Linked DNA regions of Sus scrofa: all the other regions are linked to region 3. The links are chromatin contacts, called in public Hi-C and HiChIP or PLAC-seq maps. All regions are on one chromosome and are shown on one strand. The core of a region is the stretch at or near the end of the contact, and the rest is flanking DNA. Distances in the headings are between cores, read along the strand shown.

Evidence for each region. A called contact is a pair of places that touch in the nucleus more often than the background predicts. HiChIP or PLAC-seq counts read pairs in DNA pulled down with a chosen protein or histone mark.
Region 1: a Hi-C map of omental adipose tissue shows a contact between it and region 3, with 2.0 times the contacts expected there. The contact joins the enhancer-like site here to the promoter of DNAH7 in region 3. A contact is called at or near these places in 12 of 47 Hi-C or Micro-C datasets (alveolar macrophages, blood, brain and 7 more) and 1 of 2 datasets of contacts at active chromatin or transcription factors (alveolar macrophages).
Region 2: a contact with region 3 is called in an H3K27ac HiChIP or PLAC-seq map of skeletal muscle, with 7 times the contacts expected there. The contact joins the enhancer-like site here to the promoter of DNAH7 in region 3. A contact is called at or near these places in 15 of 47 Hi-C or Micro-C datasets (alveolar macrophages, blood, embryonic fibroblasts and 8 more) and 2 of 2 datasets of contacts at active chromatin or transcription factors (alveolar macrophages and skeletal muscle).
Region 4: a contact with region 3 is called in a Hi-C map of subcutaneous adipose tissue, with 2.2 times the contacts expected there. The contact joins the enhancer-like site here to the promoter of DNAH7 in region 3. A contact is called at or near these places in 2 of 47 Hi-C or Micro-C datasets (embryonic fibroblasts and subcutaneous adipose tissue) and 2 of 2 datasets of contacts at active chromatin or transcription factors (alveolar macrophages and skeletal muscle).

Annotation. Positions count from the first base shown.
Region 1 is chr15:100,149,660-100,154,564 of Sscrofa11.1, forward strand. HECW2 (HECT, C2 and WW domain containing E3 ubiquitin protein ligase 2) reads right to left here. Exons shown (of 28, transcript NM_001198924.1): 17 at 413-496. Among named protein-coding and RNA genes, the nearest start is that of STK17B, 86 kb to the left of the region's middle. Within about 2 kb of position 2,527, at least 12 of the 83 cell types and tissues checked have an H3K27ac peak or open chromatin away from gene starts, as enhancers often do. A contact at or near this core is called in alveolar macrophages, omental adipose tissue and retroperitoneal adipose tissue, where this site is marked.
Region 2 is chr15:100,183,436-100,188,110 of Sscrofa11.1, forward strand. The region is part of intron 13 of HECW2 (HECT, C2 and WW domain containing E3 ubiquitin protein ligase 2); the gene reads right to left. Among named protein-coding and RNA genes, the nearest start is that of STK17B, 120 kb to the left of the region's middle. Within about 2 kb of position 2,641, at least 6 of the 83 cell types and tissues checked have an H3K27ac peak or open chromatin away from gene starts, as enhancers often do. A contact at or near this core is called in alveolar macrophages, fetal liver and skeletal muscle, where this site is marked.
Region 3 is chr15:99,985,683-99,990,651 of Sscrofa11.1, forward strand. It overlaps DNAH7 (dynein heavy chain 7, axonemal), which reads right to left and starts at 1,666. Exons shown (of 67, transcript XM_021075816.1): 1 at 1,095-1,666. The coding sequence starts at 1,109.
Region 4 is chr15:100,118,830-100,124,029 of Sscrofa11.1, forward strand. It overlaps HECW2 (HECT, C2 and WW domain containing E3 ubiquitin protein ligase 2), which reads right to left. Exons shown (of 28, transcript NM_001198924.1): 21 at 3,661-3,813; 22 at 1,519-1,617. Among named protein-coding and RNA genes, the nearest start is that of STK17B, 55 kb to the left of the region's middle. Within about 2 kb of position 3,197, at least 9 of the 83 cell types and tissues checked have an H3K27ac peak or open chromatin away from gene starts, as enhancers often do. A contact at or near this core is called in alveolar macrophages and subcutaneous adipose tissue, where this site is marked.

The sequences.
Region 1 (4,905 bases), core at 1,277-3,776, 160 kb after region 3:
ATAAAGTAAATAAATAATGTCTAATAAGCAAAAGGAGACAAAACACATTTTGAGAAAAAAAATTGGATGTAAATATAAATACAAGCTCTCTTCTACTCTGAATGAGGTAAGCCAGGCACACATGACCTATTCCATTCTGTGAGTGGGACATTCTACTCACTGGTCTCTACAGACCTTTCCATTCTTCAAAACCACCTCCTTTATCAACAGGGTACAAACAAAATCAAACTGATTTCAGTGACAAGAAATCTGAAAAAAATCTGAAATGAATTATCACTAAACAGGAGTATTCCACAAACCTTTAAGAATAAAGGAGGTATTCACAGGCTGCCAATTTTGGCATACTGTTTCCTAAAATGCTCCATAATACCTGATGATAGGAGACTTCCCACTTCAAGAAGGGGTTACATACCTTAGCAACATAACAAGGTCTGCATCACTTGAAAGACGCACCAATCCTGGGGTCCCTTCAGTTCGGATAAATTGGATCTTCTCCCTTTTCAAGCAGAAAAAAAAAAAAAAATCTGAAATGTGTGCAGTAGACTCTCGGGACATAACTTGGTGCTTTAGGCAACATTTTTTTAAACAATAAACACAACATTTAAACAATAGGCACAACATTTTGGGGGTACCTATTATGTGGCCGCTGTTGTGCCCTAGGAACACACATCCAAGAAAGACATGGTGCTTGCCTTCAAGGAAGACCTCATAAGCATTAACATCTTCCAGTTCTAACATTGAGAAAAACATTATTTCACTGCTTTCATCTTTTGCTCCTTAAATACTACTGGAGGTAGCAATACCATCCAACCAATAAAACTCAGTCTCTGCTTTGAGTTAAGGCCTTGTTGTGGGTTTGAATCTAAGCAACGGTCTGGACCATTCAGGCTGATTTCCTGTTATTCAAGAATAAGAGGGTGCAGGGATATTCATTTATTTTCCTGGGGATATACCTCTATGTTATGTGCAATGAGCACATTTCTACTTGGAAGAAGGTAGTATCTATAAATTATATATTCAATATAAAAGCATATGGCTCTTTCCAATAACTGAAACCTAAATCACTTTCAGTTACTACAGTTGGCAAAATAGATTGTGCATAAACTTGTGTAAATGTACATATACTTTCACATACCAAACACAATAATGTAAGCTATTTGGACCATTATTTTGTTATTATAGATATATGTGATAACACCAGCTTTTTGTTTGTTTGTTTATTGAGTCATCATTTTAATAGTTTCAATTATTTATATAAATATAAATTTAATAACATTTTCCTGGTTGCTTCCTCTCATTTACATCAAGCTATTTCAAAGCACATCATATCAATTTTGATACGATGAGGACAAAAAGAAGAACATAAACTATGGTATTGAAAGCATTACATGTGATAGGAACACAGGGGACAAAGCAAGTATGCAATCATACTCTAAGTGTAAATGACAACATATTCCGATTCCTGTCACCCTATGAAATAAAATATCAATCTCTGATTTAAGTACTTATGTAAATTTAGTTCTCGTCTATAGAGCACTTTGTTTTTCTACTTGAAATTTTCACAAAGTTCTAATGAATTTTGTATTTCCAAATTTCAAATTCTCCTCTCAACTGCTTCCAGACTTGAAAGGAATGAGGTGAAAGGCAAGGTTTAATTGTTGAGATAAAAAATTCCCTAATGTACAGAAAAGTCAACTGATTTGCTCTTAGCCACCTAGCTTACTAGAAGTGATAAACAGAGTTTGGTCCTAGGCTTCTTCTGCCTAGATCTATTTTACATAATATGTTAGATATGAAGCATCTAACCTTTGATACTATCAAGTTTTTTCTGCTGTTCTTTAAGCAAATTTTATATGATTTTTATATGATGTAATTTTACATTATGAAATTTTATACTATAGAAATATTTTATAGTATCTACTATATGTGGTAGCCAGCTACTGGCAATATAGGTACAGATATAGAGATACAGATGAATGGCAAGTTAAAGAAATCGCTCAGAAGAGAAAAGCCAGCCTCTCCTCTCTGCTTAAGGATATTTCAGCCTAAGGTTCAAACCAAATAGAACATTCTCCTTCAAGTGTGATAGTCACATATCTGAAGCACAAAACCAAGGCCCCTTATCTGGTAAACGTTTTTTTTTAATAAGAGATATAAAAGTTCGTTTAAAAAAATCCAAATTAGAAAAATTGAACAATAGAAAATTATTCATTTTGTAGAAAAAATGAACAATAACTTGACCATAGATGTACTCTTATAAGGGTTAGTAACAATATGCTTTGATCTTGAAGAATCGCAAGCTATCTCCAACCAACATGCAGTTATCTCCCTGGTCTATCTCCACAACCAACCAGGAAAACAGAAGAGAACCAGAAAACAAACAGGCTGAGTACTCTCCTCCACTCCTTCACCTGGAACCACACAGAATGGGTTGAGTGATGAAAAATAGAGCATGCTCTGGACTGTGGCTTGTATGAACCCTGTGAATAAGGTACAGGTCATAGCTTCCTGAGTCATAAGGATGACAGAGTGAAGAAAGGGAAGGGAAAGATACCAGAGGAAATATGCCCGTTGGGAAACTTTTCATCACTTTCCAGATATTAACTAAGAGGCAACTGGTCAGATTCTTTAGGCTGGAACATTCCAGAGGCAGGCTGAGTCTAGTTTTCTACCAGTTAACTTATCACTGTGACAAGCAATGGGCCATATGCTTCCAGGAACAAGACACTGGAGCATGTTATCTGATGTACCTCACGTCGCTAAGGACTTTCTTATAGTAATAGGCATTCATTCAGCAAACATTTCCTGAGTGCTTACTATGTGCTAGGCATGGTATCACATACTGGGAATCCAACAGTATGTAAGATACAGCCTCTTTCTCAAAGGGTTCATGGTGCAGTGGAAGAGAGCCCTCAGGCAATTCTTGGATGATATGAATATTTAAATTATTCCATTCACTTAACTGAACCCTGTTTAGGCCTCATACCCAATCCTCCTTCATTACGTCCTTCATTAAGTTCTTTCATGTAAAAACAAAGAAGGCATTGGTTTACTCACTGTCAAGAGCATATTAAGGCTGAGGAAGAGAGAGAGAAGTCAGTGGATACCCTCAGAAACATCACCAATCTATTCTCAGGGGAAAAATGGGGGAAGTATTTCTTGGTTATCATGTATTTGTCCAATATTCTACAGTCCAGTTTGTTGTTGTTTTGTCTTTTTAGGGCCACACCCATGGCATATGGAAGTTCCCAGGCTAGGGGTGAAATCAGAGCCACACCTGCCGCCCTACACCACAGTGACAACAATGCCAGATTAGAGCCATGCCTGAGACATGCTCCAGATGGGCAACGCTGGATCCTACACTCACTGAGCAGGGCCAGGGACCAAACTTGCATCCTCATGGATACTAAGCCGGGTCTGTTACCACTGAGTTCCTACTCCAGTATTTCTTAAACCGGCTTCATTGCCTACTAGAAATCTACAGACATAATCTCGAGTTCTGGGAGCATTATTAAATGTTGTGCTTTCACTTTGCTGATCAAAACTGCTAAAATGAGGTAAGCATATTTTGGATAATCCAGATGACATTTATGACTGAACACAGCTTAGTGACTTCAGCTCCCATGTTTGCATTTACAAGAACTACTTGTTGCCAAGTGATGAGAGGTGAACTTTCAATGTGTTGATGAGCAGGGCCTTGATGTTAAATATGATTAACAGTTCCTGTCTGCCACCCGCATGCAATGCTTTGACCCAGACAAAACTTTTCTCCTGCAGTATTAATTTGCAAATTAAATGATGCTTATGAAATGAGGCAAAGTAATGTATATATAAATTGCCACAGGCTAAAGAGAAAACGAAGTAAGTGGACTTAAAAAGTGAACACTGCATTTATGTTAAGTAAAGCATATTCTAAGAGCAAAAGTTTTACAATAGTTTATAATTAGAGGAGGGCGGTAGAATCATCATAGGTACATTTGGTGATATAGTTTTCTTCATATAGTACTTGAGGGTCCACTACTGAATGAACTGGCTCATCACAACGACAAAACAGTAGATAAAAATAAGCTATTTGCTAAGAAGGGAAAATGATGACCGTGATAACACCGCAGAGGCAACAAAATCAATCAATCAAAAGCAACAAGTCAAACACAAGTGAAATGAAAGCACAAATGTATCTTTCCACTGACATTGGTCTCAACTCAGGTCATCTGGCTTCTGAAAAACAAAATTTTCTCACAATATTATTAATTTGAATTTTTTTAAAGTTCTTAATTTATAAGTCTTTTGGTTTTGTAGCTTATAAAAACTGTAAGGATAAGAAGTTTATGCATATTTTATGTCTGTACACATTTATGTTTACATTAAAATGAAAGTGGTTAAGATCACCACTGCAGCGCTGTAATGTCCCTTTTCCTTTTAGGATACAAAAATAACAGATTTGGTGCCTAACAAATTTCCATGAGTCCACTCAGTGTCTGAAATAAACATAACAAGTTTGACAAGTACTGTTGAAGATTCATACAACTCTGATCAGAGGGATATTTGAAAGTTACATTAACACATTGATTCAAGTTTATTTTATAAATTTACAGAGTTAGAAGGAATCTCTGTCAGTCCTATAATTTCTTTCTTTACTGCCTTCACCTTGTGAACAAATTCTATTTGATTTTAATGATTCAGAATGAGGATTAAGATCATATTCAAGTAACATTTTATCATTTGACCGTCTGTGCATGGATGTTTCTTACTGTGCCCTTTAAAACACATTTCAGCATTTCCTCCACTGCATCTTCTCACACCGCATTCAATTACAACTTCCGCTGCTTTTGAAACATGAGATTCTGGAGGGCAAAGCTCTCTCTCCGTTATCTTTGTGCCTCCAAGTACCTAGCACTATGCTGT
Region 2 (4,675 bases), core at 1,391-3,890, 200 kb after region 3:
TTTAACATCTCTAATAAAATGTGGATAATAATAATAATACCCACCTCATAAATTGCTATAAGGTTTAAATAAGATAATCTATGGAAAAGTACCTAGCACAGTGCCTGGCACATGGCACGAGCTTAATAAATGCAGGTATCATCATTATCACCATTGCCACTGTCAGTATCATCATCCTCCTTTTACCTAGCAAGGCCTGATATTCTGTTCTTGCTCTTTAATTAGCAGTCAATTGAAAAAGAATATTGTACTTGTCTTCCTTTATATATGTCAAGGACATGTTTCAGACTAGAGCTCCCCCCAAAAAGCAGCCAAGATCTAGAATACTATATAATATCACCTAATTTAAACTCTTGGCCTTAGTAATTAGGAAAAAAAAATCTCTTTCAAAATTGAAGACAGCCAAAGTGAGATATGAGCATAATCACTACCTCATTCAAACCTGTAATGGGAAAATTCAAGACAACATATGCATTACAAGAAGTGAAATCAGGCAAATCTAGGACCTGCTTCTGTTGAGAGCAGAGGAGGAGGAAGTGGCAATGAGGAGAGAGCCTAGAAGCAGCTTCATTGGTCCAAAGCAGAGATTACTGAATAACTGTGACAAGTTTTATTCATTCATCAAACTTCTTTTGAGAATCCTATACATGTAAGACTCAGGGGTTGAAGAGGGAATAATTAAGAAATAAATAGAAGAACTCTCAAGAAGGAGAACATCTGCTTGGGAAGATAAAACAAGTTAACAACTATACCCTGAGACAGATGAGGGCAGATGTCATGAAACCATGCAAGGGAGATTATATGGGGATTCACTTATGCCTGGAGAGCTAACAGCAATGCACCCAATATGCTGCCCTTTGATGAAGCGCCTGAAAGTCCTCGTCTTCTCAACTATGGGAGGACACCCTACCATGGGCTCCAAGAGCACCCTTTGCTACCTTCACTATAACTGCTGGAAGTTATGCATTCACCCTACCCACTAGTGAGAGCCAGGGTGAGCACAGGGACTCTGGACAGTCTGAGTCAAATCCAGTTCTATCACATACTGATTGTAGGTCCTTGGTCAATTCCATGCTGTGCTTCAGCCTCCTCTTCTAGAATATGTGGGTAAAAATAGTAGTTATGTACCAGGCTGCTGTGAGTATGGAAGAAAGTCATCTAAATGCTTTCAACATGTCTATCACATAGCTGATACTATGTACTATATTATGCTACAGTAAGTGTTAGGTGTATCACTGTTATCACAGAGGCATGCACATAGTAGGCATTCAAAAGTGTGCTGAAAGACAAAATAAAACACAAAAGGAAGATGTTGCACTTGAGAAAAGAAGATGGTGCTACACTTCATAAGCCTGAGGAGCTGAGCGTGACAACCTTCCTCTTAAGAACTGTTTCCTTTCATGTAGATGAGGATTTGGTCTCCCTATCTCACGTCAGCTCTAGAAATCGGTCATAACTGTGGGAAAATTCATGGCATTAAATGGCTTACATGTTAAATGGGAAAAAAAGGTCACTCCCATTAAATGTTCTGTAGGTAAAGCAACTCACTGAAAAGGGGAGCTAAATTTTCAGGCTGGAAGAAAACCTATTAGCTGCCTGGTGGATGGGAGCCACGACTTTTAAAGTACAGTCAAAAGCAGCGCAGCCAAATACAGATATAGTAACAGCCTCTCTCAAATGTCCGTTTCAATTATTTTAGCTCGTTGGAAGCCAATCATTTGTAAAGGAAGAACAGGGAAGGAACATAGGGAGATATACCTGCTTTAGTTAAGGTGCCCAGCTTAGCTAAAAATCTTATTCAAGTCCAAATGCACAGAGCAGAGCAATCGGGCTAAAGTGATAAGCTCTCAGTCTTGTCTGATAATCCATTCTGTCCACAAGGTGATGGGGAGGGGCAGGGGTGGTTCCTTTCCACGTCTTTGTCCAGGCCAAATAACATCGAGTTGCAAGGCCACCAGTAGACCGTGAGGTCACCCAACAGCCCACATTCAGAGCTCTTTACAATGCCTACAACTTTAGGTTAAAACCCCAAATGAGTCCAAACCCTCTGGGAATAAGACGGATGCTTATGTTACCCACATAGCTAAGATAATATTTACCTTTGCTTAACCATCGAAACGTTTATAAAAACTATGAGACAGAACTTGTTCTTAAGAATACATCGTAACTCATCCTAAATAGCATCCTAGGTTTAACTTAAACTTTTCTCAAGGTTCAGGTGTTATTAATAAAAAGCTCTCTCCTGAAGCCTGTCTGGCAAGTCATGACTGGCAAGAAAGGAACCTTCTCTTCCACAGCTGCACCATAAGCTCCCGAACAAAATGGTTTAGCAAGTTAAGTCACTACACAGAGCAGAAATACATGCAGCATTGTCTCACCTGGGTTTTTTTTTTTCCCCTGGATTCACAGTTCTCTAATGAGTACAGCTGCTCCAGATACTTAGGTAAACTATTGTCAGAGTTGAGAACAGAGGTGAATTCTTGGCCTGCTACTGCAGGTATAACACCATCGGCATTTTCCAAAGTTCCTTTCTTGGACCACCTATGTCGTTCCATTCAGAAGAGTGTTTACAAAGGCTGGGCTCTCAGGCTGCTGACCACACTCAGTGCCAACTCAGTGACATCCTCCCCGGGAAGGAGAGAGCACAGGCAGAGCCAGGCGGCCCTGCTGCCAGCTTCCTAGCTCCTGGAAAGGCTTCCCTGCCACGCCTGCCTGACTCTGCGACAACGCCATTCAGTCTGTGGTCCAGGGTCCTAATCACAAATTCATCCTCTTTCATCTATTCTAAACTTCATGCTGGCTACTTCTAATCTTCTCTGGGCTGAGAATTAGAGGTTTATTAAAAAGACTTACAGAAATCAAGTCAATAGTGTCAATGAGAGTCTGAGGGTTCCTCCATGCATTAAAATATATGCATGCATTTCTTAATATCTATTTGGACTGCTTTTAAATTCTCAGTTAAGACTGCTGGAAGCTGAGTCCAGGATGAGTGAGATGCCACTATGGTATTATTGCTAGAGGGGAGAATGGTCTTTATTGAGTACTTTCCATATTCCATTTGCCTTGAATGCTCTTCCCTGATACGCTTTGCTTTTCACTTTGTTCGGGTCTGTGTGCATGAAGAGTCTTATCTGCAAGGCCTTCCCCAGCCATGCTGTGTAACTCTCCACTCCTGCCTTTCTTTAGACCCTATCTCCGGCTTTCTTTGAAACCACAGCTTTCATCAGCTCTTGGCATGCTATGTATTTACTTATCTGTCTACTGCCCTTCTCTTTCCATCAGAGTGGCAGTTCTATGAAGTAGTTGGCTTATCTGTTTTGCACAGGTGCTCAATAAATATTTGTTGAACTAATAAGTCAAGCATAGTTATTTTAAATATCTTGTCAACTTAATATTCCCCATACTATAAGTCATGTATTTCCAATTTTCACAGACAGGGAAACTGAGGATGGCTACTCAATACTCGGAGAGCATAATGTGGTGGTTAGGAGTATGAACCAGACTGCCTGGGTTAAAGCCCAGCTCAGTCACTGCCCAACTCTGCGACACTGGGCAAGTCACCGAGCCATTCTAGACCTGGGACTCTTTGTAAGAAAATAGCAGTAATAATACTAACACTGCCTCATGGAGTTGTGAAGAACTTAAACATAGAAAGAGCTTAAACAAGAGTTCCTATCATGGTTCAGCAGGTTAAGAGCCTGGCTAGTATCCATGAGGATGTGGGTTTGATCCCTGGCCTCACTCAGTGGATTAAGGATCCAGCATTGCTGTGAGCTGTGGTGTAGGTCGCAGACATGGCTCAGATCTGGATCCCTTAACCTCACTCAGTGGGTTAAGGATCCAGCACTGCTGTGGCTGTGGCGTAGGCTGGCCACTGTAGCTTGGATTAGACACCTAGCCTGGGAACTTCCATATGCTACAGGTGCGGCCCTAGAAAGAAAAAAAGAAAGAAAAAGCTTAAACAGTTCATGGCTGATAGTAGGTACTGAATAAGAGTGAAACAAATAAAATCTTAGCTGAGAAGCACATTATAAAATTATTTTTACTCTGATTGTTTACTCATATAACAAACTCCTGATTATAACCTGGCTTTTGGGTTCATCTGTCCTCAGAAGGAAGTATAGATGTGGTTATTCTAGCCTGTGCAACTGAACTATGTATTTCTCATCATAAATTAATCAATCAGTGAATCTTGTTTACTGTGCTAACAAAATCAGGGGTCTGAACCAACAAGACTGAGGCCAAAAAGAGGACAGCATCACAGACATGCCTTGCATTGTTGCTTAGCAACCTCTGGGCAGCCTTCTCCAAACAATGTCACAACTTATATACCACTACCCACAACGCAAGCTGTACAGTGAGGAGAAGGAAGTATCATTGCCTAAAACACCTCTTCTCTAATCAGTAGAAAATGGCAAGAGTACAGTTAGAAGAATATCCAGACAAAGTGAGTGTTTTGCCAAACAAGTGCCCTCATGTCCACCCACTACATACACTACTTCAGAAGAGCACAGCACCTGTTTATTGTAACTAACTACCTGCTTGTCCAGGTTTCACTTGCACCAGCAGATGGAATGTTGCACCTCAAAAGGGCTTTCAGCCCTCCCCAGAAGGGGAGGGCCAAGTGCCACAGCCACTAGCAGCCCATAGTCCTGCGGCAGCTTCCCCATGGCAA
Region 3 (4,969 bases), core at 416-2,915:
CATCGAGGTTCGCAGCAGAGAGAGGACTTATTCAGGCAGCAGCCAAGGAGATCTCAAATCTAGCTCCCAGAAGACAAGGGGCTGCGGTATTTATGGGATAAAAAAGAAAGTAGCAGGGCCATCTAAGGCGTGGGGAACGTGGGGAAAGATGATTGGGAAATGCTGTGGTAGCTGCCGTAGTTATCATTCTGCGCAGATATAATTAACCTATAGGCCTCTCCAGTTTGAAAAACGGAGGCAATTAACATGATCTGAGGATGGAGTTTCTAGTCCTCAAAAGGTCACCAAGCCAGATACTTGCACATGCCCAATTGGAAGGTGGGGGAGCTACCCAGTCTTAACTACCTCAGCCCAAAATAGACACAGCTGACTCCAAGCTCTTGGAAACAACTCAGGCAAGCATCCTATTATTTAGGCTCCATGCTGCTTGGAGGACACGCCAGTCTTTCGCAGCAACAATTAAACGCAAAATTGATTTGTGAAGGTGGGTGAAATGGATTTGACTAATGATTACCTATGGTTTCACCTGGCATCTTTTGTTACATGGCGTGGGGATATTTTCCTGAGATTCCGTTTGCCATTTACCAAACACTTTCATGTGTAGCATGGTATGCCATGGTATCATATTATTTGAACTTCATGACCTTAGAAAGGAGGAAAAGTAGTTCTGATTCTTTTTCTTTGTCTCAAAGGGAGAGAAGGCTTAGACCAATTGATTTGCCCAAAGTTTCACAGCCAGGGAGGGGCTTGGATTCCAACCCTAGAAACCAAATCCAAGGCAACTCCCCACCAAGTTTGCCCCCCGCCCAAACACACCTACTATTATTAGCATTCTGAGGCTATAATTTAAACCCCTTGGTCCGCTGCCCCGCTGATGTTTGGTTGTTACGACAACACCAAGTCAAACAGTTGGGAAGGGAACATATAAAAGCTTTCCCCGAGAACGTTCAGTATCCCAGATCATAAGTGGGGTGAAGGAAGCTGTACCCAGCGGGGTTACAACTGGGGAGTTCAGAAGACCGGGTTTCCATCCGTTTAGAAATGTGAGAGAAGCTTCGCGGCCGGAAGAGTCTGGGAAGGAGCCGCCCTCTCACCTGCTCGCTGCTCATGGCTGCGAGGATTTACTGGCAGCACCCGGTGCCTCCTGGACTGCTTCTGCCCGGCGCCCCGGGAACCCCTCAGACAAGAGATGCAGCAACGGGGACAGGGCAGGCTCCGCTCCCTCCGCAGGGGCCGTCTAGCGTCCTGGCTCCGTTTGTTGCTAAGCAACAGGCCCTCGCAAGTTCCATTTCCGGTCGTCTGCTGCTCCTGAGACAGTGCTGGGGAACTGGCAGTGCGTTCCCACGGGAGGTGCTTTCTCACCGATTGGTGGCGCCTGGGCCACTTCTACACCCTCCGCCTAATTTAGCTGGGTGTTCTAGGTCCCTGCCTTAACTCCTATTTTCCTATTTAACTTTCTGTGGCTAGAATTCGCAGAGGGCTAGTGGAATGAAAGGATTGCAAATTTAAATACTGATGTGGGAGAATCGAATTAGGAAACCAAAGCATGCAAAGGCTGAACCCAGTAAACACCTTTTTTCTGTTTTCCATATATTTCCAACTCCAGCTTTTTTTCTTGACTTTTCCCACACATTAGAAAACTATTCCTTAGAAGAATATATATATATATATATATATATATAAACCTGCAAGAATTCATTTAAACCAACATGTATATAAAGACTCTAGACTAGTGTGAATGGCTGGTGGAGAAACTGGTGAAAGAAGTTCTGAAAGTTTACAAAGTAGATTTGAGTAAAGGGAGTTAGAAAAATCTAGAGATGAAGCAAGGTGACATGCTGGTGCTATATCTTAAAGGACCCTTGAAATATGGTCTAATAGCAAAGAATAAATCTGACTTCATATTTTATCTGTTTCTTTACTTTAACCTTTGTATTCTTTTGCTTTCACTACAAGAATGTTGCCTATAGCCTGAAATATACAGGATAGCCCATTCTCAATGCTCTGACCTTTAAAGATGTAACACTTTCTTCATTCATATAGAGATAAAAATTTGCAGATAGAGAATAACATTTGTCAGAGGTTTATAGGAACATCGTGACCTGTGACCTGACCTATGTGTATGCCTGCAAAAATAAAGGATTCTAGCTCAAGAGTTTGCAACAACCAGCTACACCTCCTATACTTTTAGTATAGACGAGGCTTAAATTCTAACTTGGGTACATTAGTTCTTTGGGACACTAGTCCACCATCTTCTCAGTCTGCTTACTTTCTGAATAAAGTCACTATTCATTGCCCCAACAACTTTTCTCTTTATTAATTGGCCTGTCATGCAATGAGCAGTATGAGCTTGGACTTGGTAGCAGAGGTATGGAATTTACATGGAATTTCAAGGGAACTGGTAGAGCCAAAACTCTCTTGAAAAATATCAAAGTTGGAGGACTCACATTTCCTGTATCAAAACTTAGTACAAAGCTACAGAATTCAAAAACCGTGTCTTTTCAACAAATGTAGCTGGGATATTCAATATCCAATGCAAAAGAATATCGGTCTCTATATACAAAAATTAACTAAAAATTGATCAAAGTTCTAAATGTTAGAGCTAAACTATTGAAATTTTAGAAGAAAACTTAGGAAAAATTTTCATGATATTGAATTTGGCAAAAATTTCTTGGAAATGACATCAATTGCATAAGTAACAAAAGAAAAAAACAGACCCTGGACTTCGTCAAAATTTAAAATCTTTATACGTCAAAGAACAATACCCACAGAGTAAAAGGTACACCCTACAGAATGGGAGCAGATATTTGCAAATCACATATCTGGTAAGGGACTAATATTCGGAATATATAGAGAATTACTAAAACTCAACAACAACAATAAGAAAAGAAATCTGACTTAAAAAATGGCAATGGACTCAATAAGACATTTTGCCAGAGGGTATACAAATGGCCTATAAGCATATGAAAAGATGCTCACGTCACTAATCATCAGGGAAATGAAAATAAAAACCACAATGAGAAGTTTCGATTGTGGCTCACTGGGTTACAAACCTGATTAGAACCCATGAAGATGTGGGTTCGATTCCTGGCCTCGCTCAGTGGATTAAGGATCTGGTGTTGCTGCAAGCTGCGGCTGGTCACAGATGTGGCTTGGATCCAGCGTTGCTGTGGCTGTGCATAGGTCAGCAGCTGCAGCTCCGAGGTAAGCCCTAGCCTGGGAACCTAAGCCATAAAAAGAAAAAATAATAATAAGAAGAAGATACCATTTCACATGCACTAGAGTGGTTTTGTTTGTTTGTTTTTGTTTTGTCTTTTTTGCCATTTCTTGGGCCACTCCCTCGGCATATGGAGGTTCCCAGGGTAGGGGTCCAATCAGAGCTATAGCCGCCGGCGTATGCCAGAGCCACAGCAACACAGGATCCGAGCCTCATCTGCGACCTACACCACAGCTCACAGCAATGCTGGATCCTTAACCCACTGAGCAAGGCCAGGGATCAAACCTGCAACTCATGGTTCCTAGTCGGATTCGTTAACCACTGAGCCACGACAGGAACTCCTAGAGTGGTTATTATTAAGAAGAGAGAGAGTTATTATTAATAAAAAGCATTGATGAGGAAATGGAAAAAGTTGAACACTTATGCAATACTGGTCAGAATGTAAAACAGCAGAGCCATTATGGAAAACAATATGGCGGTTCCTTAAAAAATTAAAAATAGAATTACCATATGATCCAGCAATTCTACTTCCGGTATTTGCCCAAAAGAACTAAAAGCAGGAAATCAAACATATTTGCACACCCATGTTTATAGCAGCATTATGCACAATCACCAAAAGGTGGAAGAAACTGGTGTCCTTTGAAAGATGAATGGATAAACAAAATGTGGTAATAAAACTGGAATTTTTTTCATAGTGTGCATACTGGTATTTATTTTAAAAAGTTCTAAGGCATACGAAAAAGGCTCAAATAGAACAAAATTTTGCAAGATATAAGTCTCCCTCCCATTCATGCTGCATCTTTTACCTCTCTGGAGACAACCAGTGTTACTAGTTTCTTTGGCAGACTCTAGACATTTCCATACATAAATAGACATATATAACTATTTTATTTATAAAAATTTTTGAACACTACACAATCTAGTCTGTAATTTGTTTTTCCTTCTCACAATATAGCTCAGAGATGGATCCATATCATGTTCTCATTCCTTCGGACACTGCATAGCATTCCAGTGCAGCTTCTCCACAATTTCTCAACCAGTCTATTAGTGATAGATAACATGGCAACAATTTTCACCCCTAAAAAGAAAATTCTGACACATGCTACAACATATATGAACCATGAAGGCATCAAGCTAACTAAAATTAGCCAGTCACAGAAGAACATATACTGTATGATTCTATTTACCTAAGGTATATAGCCAAATTCCTATAACCAGAATGGTGGTTGTCAGGGGTTGTGGGTAGGAGGGAATGAGAGATTATTTTTTTTAAAGTACCGAGTTTTAGTTTTGCAAGATGAAAAAAAGTTCTGAAGATGAATGGCAGCGATGGTTGCACAACCATGTGAATGTAGGTAATGCCACTGAAACTGCACTTAAAATGGTTAAAATCCTAAATTTTATGTTATACATTTTACAAACTTAAAAAGTTTTAAAAGTTCTTTTAAAAAAGAGGAAAGCCGAAGCCAAAAAAGGAGAAGAGGTGGAGGAGGAGAAATGACAAGATCACCTTTGCATTTTTGAAACAGCATCCTCTCTTCATTATAGTGGAGAGAGAAAAGTAAGATGAAGGCAAAAGAGAGTCCTGTAGGAGGCTATTAAAAGAGCTCAGCAAGAGATGATGGTGACTAGAACTGGGCTAATGAGGGAAGTATTAGAGAGGAGTGCAGTTTCATCAGAATTTGGATGTTTAAAAGGGAGAAATAAGGTTGAGGATCATCAGGAATCTGATAACAGTAAAGCTGAAATAAA
Region 4 (5,200 bases), core at 1,947-4,446, 130 kb after region 3:
TTGGACCCCTAGCCTGGGAACCTCCATATGCCGCAGGAGCGGCCTAAGAAATGGCAAAAAGACAAAAAAAAAAAAAAAAAAAAAAAAAACAAAAAAACAAAAAACAAAAAAAAAAAAACCAAAAAAACATTCTTTAAAGCTTCCATAGGTTACTGGTAGGGAAAAGGCCAGGCTAAAGTGTGTTGAGGGTGTGCCAATAGTCACTTATAGACTACTCTTTCAGGAAGCTTAGAGGGGAAGATGATTGATAAGGCAATGAAAAGGAAGATGCAAAAATGGGCCAGGGAGAACCAGAGAGGCGGAAGGCCAATCCCCAGTTACCCAGGGCTTCATCGACCCAGATACCAAAAGGGAACATGATGAAAAGTCTTCCTACTGACTCTTTGAAGAGCCCATTAGAACTACTTTGCTTTGGGAGTTCCCGTTGTGGCTCAGCAGTAACGAACCCAACTAGTAACCAAGGGGACTCAACTTCAACCCCTGGCCTCACTCAGTGGGTTAAGGATCCGGCGTTGCTGTAAGCTGTAGTGTAGGTTGCAGATGCGGCTTGGATCTGGTGTTGCTGGGGGCTGTGGCATAGGCCAGCAGCTGCAGTTCTGATTCACCCCCTAGCCGGGGAACTTCTATAAACCACGAGTGTGGCCCAAAAAAGACAAAAAAAAAAAAAAAAAAAAAAAAAAAGAACCACTTTGTTTTCATTTGAAGTCTAGGCTTCCATTTTACAGATGGCAGATATATGGCTCTGGTTAGGGAATGAGCTGGTCAGAAGCATGCAATCATTCTGTGTTTTCTCATTGCATGTTTGAGCTACAACCCTAACAGACAGTTGGCTTCTCCTGTTCATCCTTGCAAATGACTACTGATTATAGGATAGAAACTGTTTGCTCTACATTTTACAATAATTGCAATCTTTCATTGTGATAACAATGAAGAAAAAGTTCTGTGGAATGCTAAATTTTTCATCTGCCATCATAAATTACTGTCTTGCATATAAAGGAGTCTCAAGAAAAATATAGGACTCTTAACAATATGGCTCACCTCTCACAAACAAACAAAACACAACAAAGGAGAATGAGAATTTGAACCAAGAGTAAGCAGTTGAAAGTTTGCATAAAGCAAAATACAAAATGCATCTCATGAAAGATGGGGGGCTGTGAGTCATCAAGACTAACCCACAACTATTCTATTAATACTTGGCATTAATACCACAGGAATTCCAGTACTGTATGTGAAGTGCAATTGTTTTGAAGAAACATGCGTTATAACAAATGAGAATAAATGATCCGGAGTAGAGCAAAACTAAGACTTTGGGAGCAAGATAGGAATAAAGGATCAGAAACCCCCCAAATCCAGTAAACCCTATTTGAATCTGTGTGACTCTCAGAAATCTAGGCTATTATTTAGTAATAACAGATTTGAGTTGGTGAGCAGATAAATGACATTAACCAAGACCCTTTTTGATAAGGGAAATATTAAATTTTTACATGCTCATTACACAGGCAATAAAAATACTCTTACATTCTGAGAAGAGCCTTATAGAAGGGCCGCGTGAAGAAGGCATCCAACAAATACTGGTGAATCAGCGCAAGACCAAGGATCCTACCACTGAACCGGAACCTGCGAAGGAAAAGCAGGAGACAGCTTACACATCACAGGGTAGTTTCTACATGGTTCTATTTCCTCTCAAGAATGCCTTCCAGGAGTTCCCGTTTTTGGCTCAACCGGTTAAGAACCCGACATAGTGTCTGTGAGGATTCGGGTTTGATCCCTGGCCTCGCTCAGTTGGGTTAAGAATCCGGTGTTGCCACAAGCTGTGGCATAGGTTGCAGATGAGGCTTGGATCTGGTGTTGCTGAGGCTGTGGTGTAGACTGGCAACTTTGATTCAGTCCCTAGCCTGGGAACTTCCATATGCCACAGGTTTGGCCCCTTAAAAAAAAAAACAAAAAATAAAAAACAAAAAACAAAACGGTGCCTTCCAGATCTAAGAATCTAAGTTTGTCCAAGATGAATTGCCTATGAGGTCCATGTGTGTGTGCACTTTGGGCTGTGTCTTCGTGAAGTCAATATTCACACCTATTTGTGGAAGAAATGTTTCACTCTAATGCTCCCCCTTCACCCCCGCCCCAGTAATGAATTCCCTGTCAGCAGGATAGTGAAATTTCCCCAAACCACTTCTAAGAAATGTTGACAGAATGAGACCAGTGGTGGTGAGAAGGATGCTGTCCCCTGGTTCTTTGCTTGCATGAATATTAGCAGGATTTCTCTAAAGCAAACCCAGGAGTAATTCCCTTTTGAGGAAAGGCCCCATCTCAGAGTGAGAAAGTTCCTATCTCCATTCTCTCGCATACCCACTCCTGATAATAATTGTCACCATCCAAGAATTATGCATGTGTACATTTGAGGGAGTTTCCTCATGGGACATTCTGTTCTCTAAAATTTCAGGGCTTAATTCTATTTTGAATCACTGTGGAAACTTTCTTAAATGGTCGTCATGACTAGATTTGCTAACTGAGATGGACACGTATTTTCTTTTTCAAAAGCATTCAAGTTTCTGGCTTCTTGAAAGTTTGATGTCTTCTAAAAGTGCAAATCCACCCTGAGGTTCATACTGTCCATTTGTAGTGTTAGCGTCAGGCAACCATTTTCAGGCTAATGTCTAGCTGCTTTGGTTTTCTTTATTTCCACTTGCGTTGGCATAACTGCAATAGCTACCCCTAGGAGGACTCCGAATCGTAGTTAAACGGAAGTAAATTTGAAGACTAAGTCCTAAAACTTAATGCCCTCCACCCACCAATATTAACCTCATGACTCAAGAAAGTTTTTCCATGAGTCCTATTCATGTTATTTTTTTTTCTTTGTTACTATAGTGAAAATGAACATGAATAAGCAAACAAAGGTTATAAAGATACTTCCAAGTCCATAAATTCAGGAATGTAAAAAAAAAAAAAAAATGTCATGGAAAGAATGCAATTGGGGATTTTCAGAATAAAGAATCCCCCAATGGGAATCCTACACTAGTTTCCCTTGATTTTGAGTGAGAAATTAGGAAAAGGGCAAGCCCTGGCTCCAAACTTCAAATGGTTGGTAGGGTAAGTGGTCGCTGCTGTGGTTCTGCACTCCTGCCCGGCCCGCCTGCCAGGGTTCCCTTCCACCATAAGGTCCTCCGGTCACCCCTCCCTTCCTTCCTCTAGAGTACAACAACGGTCCAGCCGCTCTGCCCCTCCCCCAGTGTTAGCCACTTCCCCAAGGGCTGCTCTAGAAGCTATCTGACCTTGTCTCTGGGTCAAGACCTTCTCCTACTTACCCTTGAGTCCCTGCCAGAGCTCAGAGTTGCCCAAAGCTGCAGAGAGGAACGTAGGGTCTCACCAGGAGGCTAACGATCATCTGCAGTTCTCAATGGGAGCAACTATTTGAATTCCTCCCAAGTCACTTAAAATTAGTCTTCTGGAAATAATCTATTCCTAGCTTGGAGACTGTCTGTATATCAGATTTGATAGCACAAACAAGAGTCAAATGAGATATTTAACTGCAAATATGATTTTCTCCAAGGGGGAAAAACGCTTTTTTAAAAAAAGCATTTTTTTCTACGGATTTCTATAAAAAGTAGTATCACAGAGAAAAATCAGCTGAAGAAAAGTGTTGAGGAAAAGAATACTTACCATTCATGGTGATTGTCTACAAAAGCAGACATGGGACTTATTTGTACTGTGTATGTGTCATTGGCTGAATATTCAAATAAGCCGTAATATGGGTTAAAGAGCTCTCTGGATACCAGGAAGAAAAACTCTCTGGAAGGTCCACTGTAATCCAGCCTTTAAAAAAAAATCCACACACACAAAAAAAGCAGTTATAATTTTTTTCCTACTTATTAGGCACATTTTCTGCAGAGCTCAACTTTCTATAGTGTACTCATTACAAGTCTAATTATCTACATAATAGGATTGTCCAAACCAAACTGAAGGATCATGATTCCTGATCTTGTCCACGTTGTGACTCAGATGGCATAATGAATATTTATATGCAGCATATCCAAAACTGAAGCTATACATCAGATAACAGATGAAATAGGCGATATGCTAAAAATTTGATTGTATAAATAGCATAAAAAAGTAAATAATGTAAATGCTCGGGGCCAGGTTGTGGAGAAAGAGAGTACAGTGGGCATGCTTTATTTCAGCAGGGTAAAACAGGCAGGCGTCAGCTTCACATACAGTCACTGGGACATGGAGTGCTCATGGGTTTCTGAAGCACTTTTAAATGGGGAAGGAAAGAGACTTGAGTGGATTGGTGAGAAGATATTACAGATATAAGGCCTCCTAGGGAGATCAGAGGCAAAAGAGAGAATGATAGGGTTCACATGAAAACTTTAAATTATAAAACACCAAGGAAAATTATAGACAAGAAAAAAACGAGGGTGTTTAAAGTTCCCTCAGGAAGGTATTTGGAGAAGAGGCTAAAACTCTTGCACCTGAACTGCAGTGTAAATTCCATTTTACTTACAAAGCCATCAGGGTCAAAGGAACAGCTACGAAACAATTGTGAGAGGTTAAGGAATGACAAGTGGCCAACAATGCCGAGAGCAAAAATATGCAGTAAAGAGGAGTTTGCAATGAAGCAATTTGATATGCTCAATTTAAAATGAAAAATATAAAGTACATCTACCCTATGATAAAAAGCATACACAAGGGTTCAAAGACAGCAAGGAATTCCAAAGGGGGAAATGAAAGCAATGTATAAACTGGGGTGGTAGGATTTTATAAGACTTCCTTTGTTCACTCCATTTTTTTTTTCCTCTTATGGAATTTCCTCCATGGGCATTACTATATATTTTTTTTAAATGACAAAGAAAAGAAATCATCTGAGTCTTGTGGACGGATGGGATTGTGTGAGACAGAAAAGAATCCTACTATAAATAGAAGAGGGAGCTGGAATATTAGTAAGAAAAATGAAATGGCTTTTATATGTTTTAGTTGCGAGCTTAATAGAATTTACTTAGAACAGACCTCAGCTATCCACATACTTTCTTAATTTTTGCCATATTTGAATATCTATGCACTGCCTTTTACTTCATGTTTTAAACTTTAAGTCTACTTGCTTTTCCAATGTAGCCTTGTCTTACACAATATTTATGGAATTATGATGTGCTGGCTTTACATCTTTTCTAAACACATAAATATTAAAACATGTCATTCTAATGTG